Regions from separate parts of the Mus musculus genome. Here region 1 is linked to region 2. The links are chromatin contacts, called in public HiChIP or PLAC-seq maps. All regions are on one chromosome and are shown on one strand. The core of a region is the stretch at or near the end of the contact, and the rest is flanking DNA. Distances in the headings are between cores, read along the strand shown. Region 1 holds the start of Tmprss11f (transmembrane protease, serine 11f). Region 2 holds the start of Cenpc1 (centromere protein C1).

Evidence for each region. HiChIP or PLAC-seq counts read pairs in DNA pulled down with a chosen protein or histone mark.
Region 1: a contact with region 2 is called in a CTCF HiChIP or PLAC-seq map of the NIH/3T3 cell line, with 5 read pairs. The contact joins the promoter of Tmprss11f here to the promoter of Cenpc1 in region 2. A contact is called at or near these places in 1 of 39 promoter capture datasets (the 3T3-L1 cell line) and 1 of 15 datasets of contacts at CTCF or cohesin (the NIH/3T3 cell line).

What each region holds. Positions count from the first base shown.
Region 1 is chr5:86,631,008-86,634,089 of GRCm38.p6, reverse strand. It overlaps Tmprss11f (transmembrane protease, serine 11f), which reads left to right and starts at 1,666. Exons shown (of 11, transcript NM_178730.3): 1 at 1,666-1,766.
Region 2 is chr5:86,064,087-86,066,843 of GRCm38.p6, reverse strand. Cenpc1 (centromere protein C1) reads left to right here and starts at 1,261. Exons shown (of 19, transcript NM_007683.4): 1 at 1,261-1,516. The coding sequence starts at 1,499.

The sequences.
Region 1 (3,082 bases), core at 417-2,916, 570 kb before region 2:
TTTAGACTGCCTCATATTGGTAGCTACTGTTATCGGCACCAAGTAATTAATGCATTTTAGAGTGAGTTGTGTGTGAGGTGGAAGGAAGGAAACACACAATCAGGGGAGGGCAAGGCCAGACTCAACAAACATTCATGTTGTTTCTTAAAACTTAGAAGTCTGAGAAGAGAGTCTGTTCTTCTTTTGGCAGAATTTGAAGCTGTCTTCTCTCAGACCCAAGAACAATTGTTATGGAGTGGCTAAGGATTCTCCACACTCTTCTCACAACCAATGGGTAAGGAAAATGAAACTTACTGAGACTGGCTAAGGTGATGGAGAAGTAGTCGTGAAATTGGTAGAGAAGACAATTACTTATTACATTAGTGACAGGAGGTTTAAGGGGCAATTTGAAACATAAGTGAAAATGTTGAGTGAGATTTCTATGTACAAGCCTAGAGCTCAGGAAGATGTCAGGAATGAAAACATCATTTGACAGTCATGAACAGATAACATTTTAAACAAAGGAAGTGGATTAGAATAAATGTGACAAAGAAGAGACATGAACGACAAACTCAAAGAATTCGAAGGATTTCCTAGGTGGACAGAGGTGGAGGATCAGGAAAGGTCTTCGAAATGTTGGGTCATAATGAAAATTTTAAGGTGTTTCATGACTCATCTCTTTCATCTGCCAAGTACTAGTTAAATCACCACCACAAAAGCTACAGTGATAACATAGTAGACCATAGCTTAAGATTATCTTCATTGATAATTATCAACACTTTAAAGCCAAGGTCTACTTATAATTTTTCTCTTGGGATATTTGTTCATTGTCCCTTTGAATTAGATGCAGGATCAAATACTGAAGATGTATCTAACACTTTAATTTATGTCAAGCAAATAACCACTCAGGTTTTTAGATGGTTGGTTCCCATAGTCGTTTGTTTTGTGTCACGGACTGAATTATTCACAAAGCAAAGAAATTTATTGCTCATTGCTATACACAGATGTCTAAAAGCAAAAGTATGGCTGTTGGTAGATTTTCTATGGCCCAGTGGATGGCTCCATTCCTATTCATGCATGGACAGCACTAATTGAACTTAGTGAGTTGTTAAAGAATAAATAAGAAGTGGTTAGGGAGGGGCCATAGTGAGATGATATGAAGGGAATTAAGGAAGATGGGGGGGGGGTTGATCATTTTTCATTGTATAAATGTATTTAATTCTTACAATTAAAGAAAATGATAGACAATAAAATGTAGCCAAATCAAGGTGTTACTTCTGAGGAAGACTTCTTGCTGACGCTGTTTTGGAGTATTTCCAGAAATATTGATACTCCATCTTTGATCAGTTTTTGCTTTTGATGAGCTTAGGGACTGAACAAATTACATAACGCACACATAAAACGAGTCCAGTGTTTCCTATCTATATTTTGAAAGTTGTAAAACCTGACGGGTTATTTGCTATTCTGGAGCCATCTGGCAAAGAGCCATAAATAATGACAGTGGTACTTACAGGCTGGTAGATGAATGTCTCAATTGAGCAGCAGTTGATTGTAGCCTGAACTTATGATTGGCTAAGGAAAGATGACGTGACTTGGCTTCCAGGCAAGAGCCCTTTTGATTGACTCGTAATCCATGGCTGAGTCAGAGGTAAAGGGTTAAGTCTAAGAACAGAAGGGTGTGTGTATGTCTTTGTCTGTTTTGGATCTCAGAAAAAAGATTCCAGTGTCATTTTCAACAACTGCAAACTGAAGAAGCACATGCTATGTGAGGAAGGAACAATTTCAAGGTAATAAACCAAAAGGTATGGCAAATGGTACAGGGATTAGTGCATGCGCTAAAATTCGCTTGTGTTTTCTCTCTTACGCTTCGTGTTAGTTTCTTAGGGCTGTGATTTTAGAAACTCTTAGGATTAGTTTAAAAATGTTGGTGAAAAATTTTTCTGCTCAAATATTAATGAATAATTTTATGCTTTAATTTATTGTTAACAAATTTACTTTCAGTAAATTAAGAAATATCTGGAAACATTTGTATTATCGTATATGAACTGTTTCATTCACTGCTTCTCAAACTTGTCCCATATGCCTCTGAGGAGCCCTGAGACTCTTCATGGGTTGCTGAAGTTGAAACTATTTTACAGAAACAAAAATTCCAGTCTCTACTTTTACTGTATTTGCAAAACCAGCAATTAATAAAAACAATTTTACTGTGTCAGAATCAGAACAGGGACATTAAACAAATATACAAACAAAAATCAAAACCAGCTTCCTGGAGGACTGACTGCTACTCACAAAGCAGTACAGGTTTGAATTTATTAATATTGACCATGGGTTTAGATATTGACGAATGGCCTGGGTGACAAAATGAGAAGCATGTGGGGATATACTAAAGAATATCCTAAAGTACAATGAGTATGCAAAAAATATTGATGAGGTGCAGATATTCAGACTTACATTTATATAAGACAATTTGTTAGAAGTCAGGTAAGTGAGTTTCTCACTTTGATGAGCAATAAGACTTGAACTCTGAAGTAAAAATAAGAAAATTTAAAGCTTGTAAGCTTGACTGTTCCTCGACTTAGAATTTTACAGAATGAATTTGGTTGTGATGTTATAATAGATTTTATATAATGAAATATGTCACTATTTAGAACAGCTTGCATGCCTATGTGAATATTATAAAATCAGGCACAATACAAGAACCAACCATGTATGCAGAACCAGTGAGTTTTAGTATAACACAATAAGGCACCACAATTTATTCTATTAATAACTGTTAAGAAATGAATACCTTTCAAAGTTTAGGGAGAACTGAAGCATGCCCTATTAGTTTGAAAATGAAATCCATTAGTTTTGGGAAAACTTAATTTTAAAAAATGAAAGAGATACTTTAAGTTATTTTGTAGCATGACCTTGAACAAATTAATTGGTACTGTAACTTTCTTGTTTAAATTCCTAATGTAGTAAATGTTGTTGATTCCTAATATAGCAAATAATTCAATGAATTTCAATAGTATAAACATGTCTTAACATCAAATCATGTGAAAAAAAATTAGGCTTAATATTTTACTAAAGAAAAGTCAGGCATAAAAGAACCATGTAATGA
Region 2 (2,757 bases), core at 12-2,511:
CGCCAGGGTCGGCTGACTCCTCTTGGAGATTTATCGAGTCGTAGCTGTTGTACAGTTTGCCTGGACTCTGTAGCTTCCCATTGGAGAATATGATAAATAAGTAAGTTTGCAGCACCTCTGCTGCCCTCTGGCGGATCTGACTGGCGAGCCGGGCAAGCGTCGCTGCAATCATGAGCACATTCAGCTCATATGGAGCCCCATCATTCTAAAATAATCTACACTAAAAAGAGATTTATTCACTTTATAGGTATGATTGTTTTGTCTGCTTGCCTGCGAGGACATCACGTGCGTGCTTTTTGCTAGCTGAGGCCGGAATAGGTGTCAGATCCCCTGGAACTGGAGCTACAAACGGTTGAGTTGCTTTGTGGGTGCTGGGAATCGAACTTTGCTCCTTTAAAAGTGCAGCAAGCGCTCTTGACCACTGAGCCATCGCTCCATCCCTGCAGACTCTCTCTCTTTTCTTTCCTTCCTTCTGTATGTATGTATGTATGTATGTATGTATGTATTTATGGCATTCTGTCTCCTAAGGAAATAGAGCAGCTACAGGCTGCGACCTAGAGTCACGTGGACAGGACAAAATACACATCGGTGTATTTTCCTTGTTTTCCAATTGGGGTCATTACCTTAATTTTCGCATAAGACAGAAGCAGTCACTTTCTCTTAAAAACATTATGTTCGTTCTACTGATATGCATATATAATTTATGCCTTTGCTTCATAAATAATTTTTAAATACTTGAAAAAAGAATAGCATTACTATTTTCAGAGATACTGTATAGATGGGCGGGTTGCAGCTGACGAATCTGCGTAGTGTACTCTGCTCAAAACGCCAGCAATTTCTACCTGTAATCCTTTTTAAGTATTACCTATTAATCCGTAGTAGAACTGCTGGGATGTATTATACATTTATCTCAAGGAGCACAGGTGGTGCTCAACACCTGCTTTCTAAATACGAGCAGTCATAGACGCAACAAACTGTCTGAAGAAAGTAGAACAGGAGAGTCCACACAAAGCCCGGACAAGTCGACCGGCGAGGGGAGTGGCGAAGGGTGAGAGGCGTGGCGACCGGCGAGGGGAGTGGCGAAGGGTGAGAGGCGTGGCGACTGGTGAAAGGCGTGGCGACGGGTGAGAGGCGGGGCGATGAGTGGGAGGTTGAGACGCGGGCGGAAGAGCAAGGCGCGCTGGGCAGGAGGGCGGGGCGAACTGAGAAAGGCGGGTTGATAGGTGAGTAACAGGCGAATGGGCGGGAACAAGAGCCGGAGTCTTTAAAAAACGCCAATTAACGGCCGGCTAAGCTAGGCTTGTGCGCAGGCGTGGCTCGTTTGACTTTTATTCATTTATTTTTCTTGGTGGCTGCTGTTTATTTACGGCTGAGTGTTAAGTGCGGGTCGCGCAGCTCTGGGGACGCCTCCGTCCGCAATCTTACTCTAACCCTCCTGGAACCCTGGCCGGCTTGGGTTTCCCTCTCAGGCCTCCGTTTGACCTAGTGGGCCGGAACCATGGCCTCGTTCCATCTGGTAAGTGCGGGTCTGGATCGGGCCTGCGCGATGCGTCGCTCGCCCTGTGCTGGACCGGGTGCATATCCGGCTTGTCGGGGTGGGGTGGGGTGAGGCTTGTGAGGGGTGCGGAGGCTTGTGAGGGGTGCGGAGGGATCGGGTAGCGGGTGCCTAGTCCCGCCTGTCTGGGTGGGGTGGGGCTTGTCTGGGGTGGCTTAAAAGCTGCACAGGTAACAAATCAGGTGTGCTGGTGTACTGGTAGTGGAAGTAACTGGACTGTTACTGGTTCACGTCGTAAGCTCATCCATCCGTGCCTGCTCCCCCCCCCCCCCCCCGGAAGAGATTCCTTCATTTCTACATTTCAGCCTTTTCCCGTTTTTCAGTCTTCCAAATACTCATGACTATTGTACAAGCCAGTCTTGATGGTCTGGAAAACCTCGAGTATTAATTTCGAAATACTATTTTATGTGAAGAGTCTAATATTTATGGGACACCTGTTAATGATAAAGCTTTATACAAGGCAATCATATTTTAAAAGGTGCCAGCTTTGAATGTTTGATGTGGGCCACGACTTGCCACTTTATGTCTCTTGACACACTTGATATTCATTCCAAGTTTTGTATGATTACTATGCCCTATTTCCTCCCTAACTCAGCAGTTCAATTTATCTTTGAAAGAAAACCTTCGTTGATGGTTTCTATCATGTAGTTGTGTGTGTGTTTATGCATGCTTAACATGTATGAAAAGACAGTTTAGTCGAGCATCGAACTTTTTATACAGAAGAATAACAAGAACCAAGGCGAGATACATCCACCGAGTTACAGTGACACAAAACATAAGGAATGTATACATCAAAAGAAGGCAGGGACCAGGCCACTGCCACTAAGAAGGGAGCCTGGTGTAATGCTAGTCTATTTATTGTTAAGCCCACCACTAGGGGTTCTTAGTAAATGCCTGATTATGTTGTTTCTTTTGGACCTAGTGAAGAAACCTGTCTCGGGGATTCCCTAACTCTTTCATGGTAAACCCACCTATTCCCTAGGCCAGTGTGAATTAGAAGTAAATTTGAATGTTACTGAATAGATAACCTTCTTACTGAATTCCAAGTTTGTCGGCTTCAAGGATTTTTTGGGATGTCGGAACACTGGCGAAGGCTTAGTTATGTCAGAATTCAATCTTTAAAGGCACTTATAATAAAATAATACTAAAAGAGAACACATGGATCCATACACCAGACTAACGTGGGGATAGGGTATGAGTAT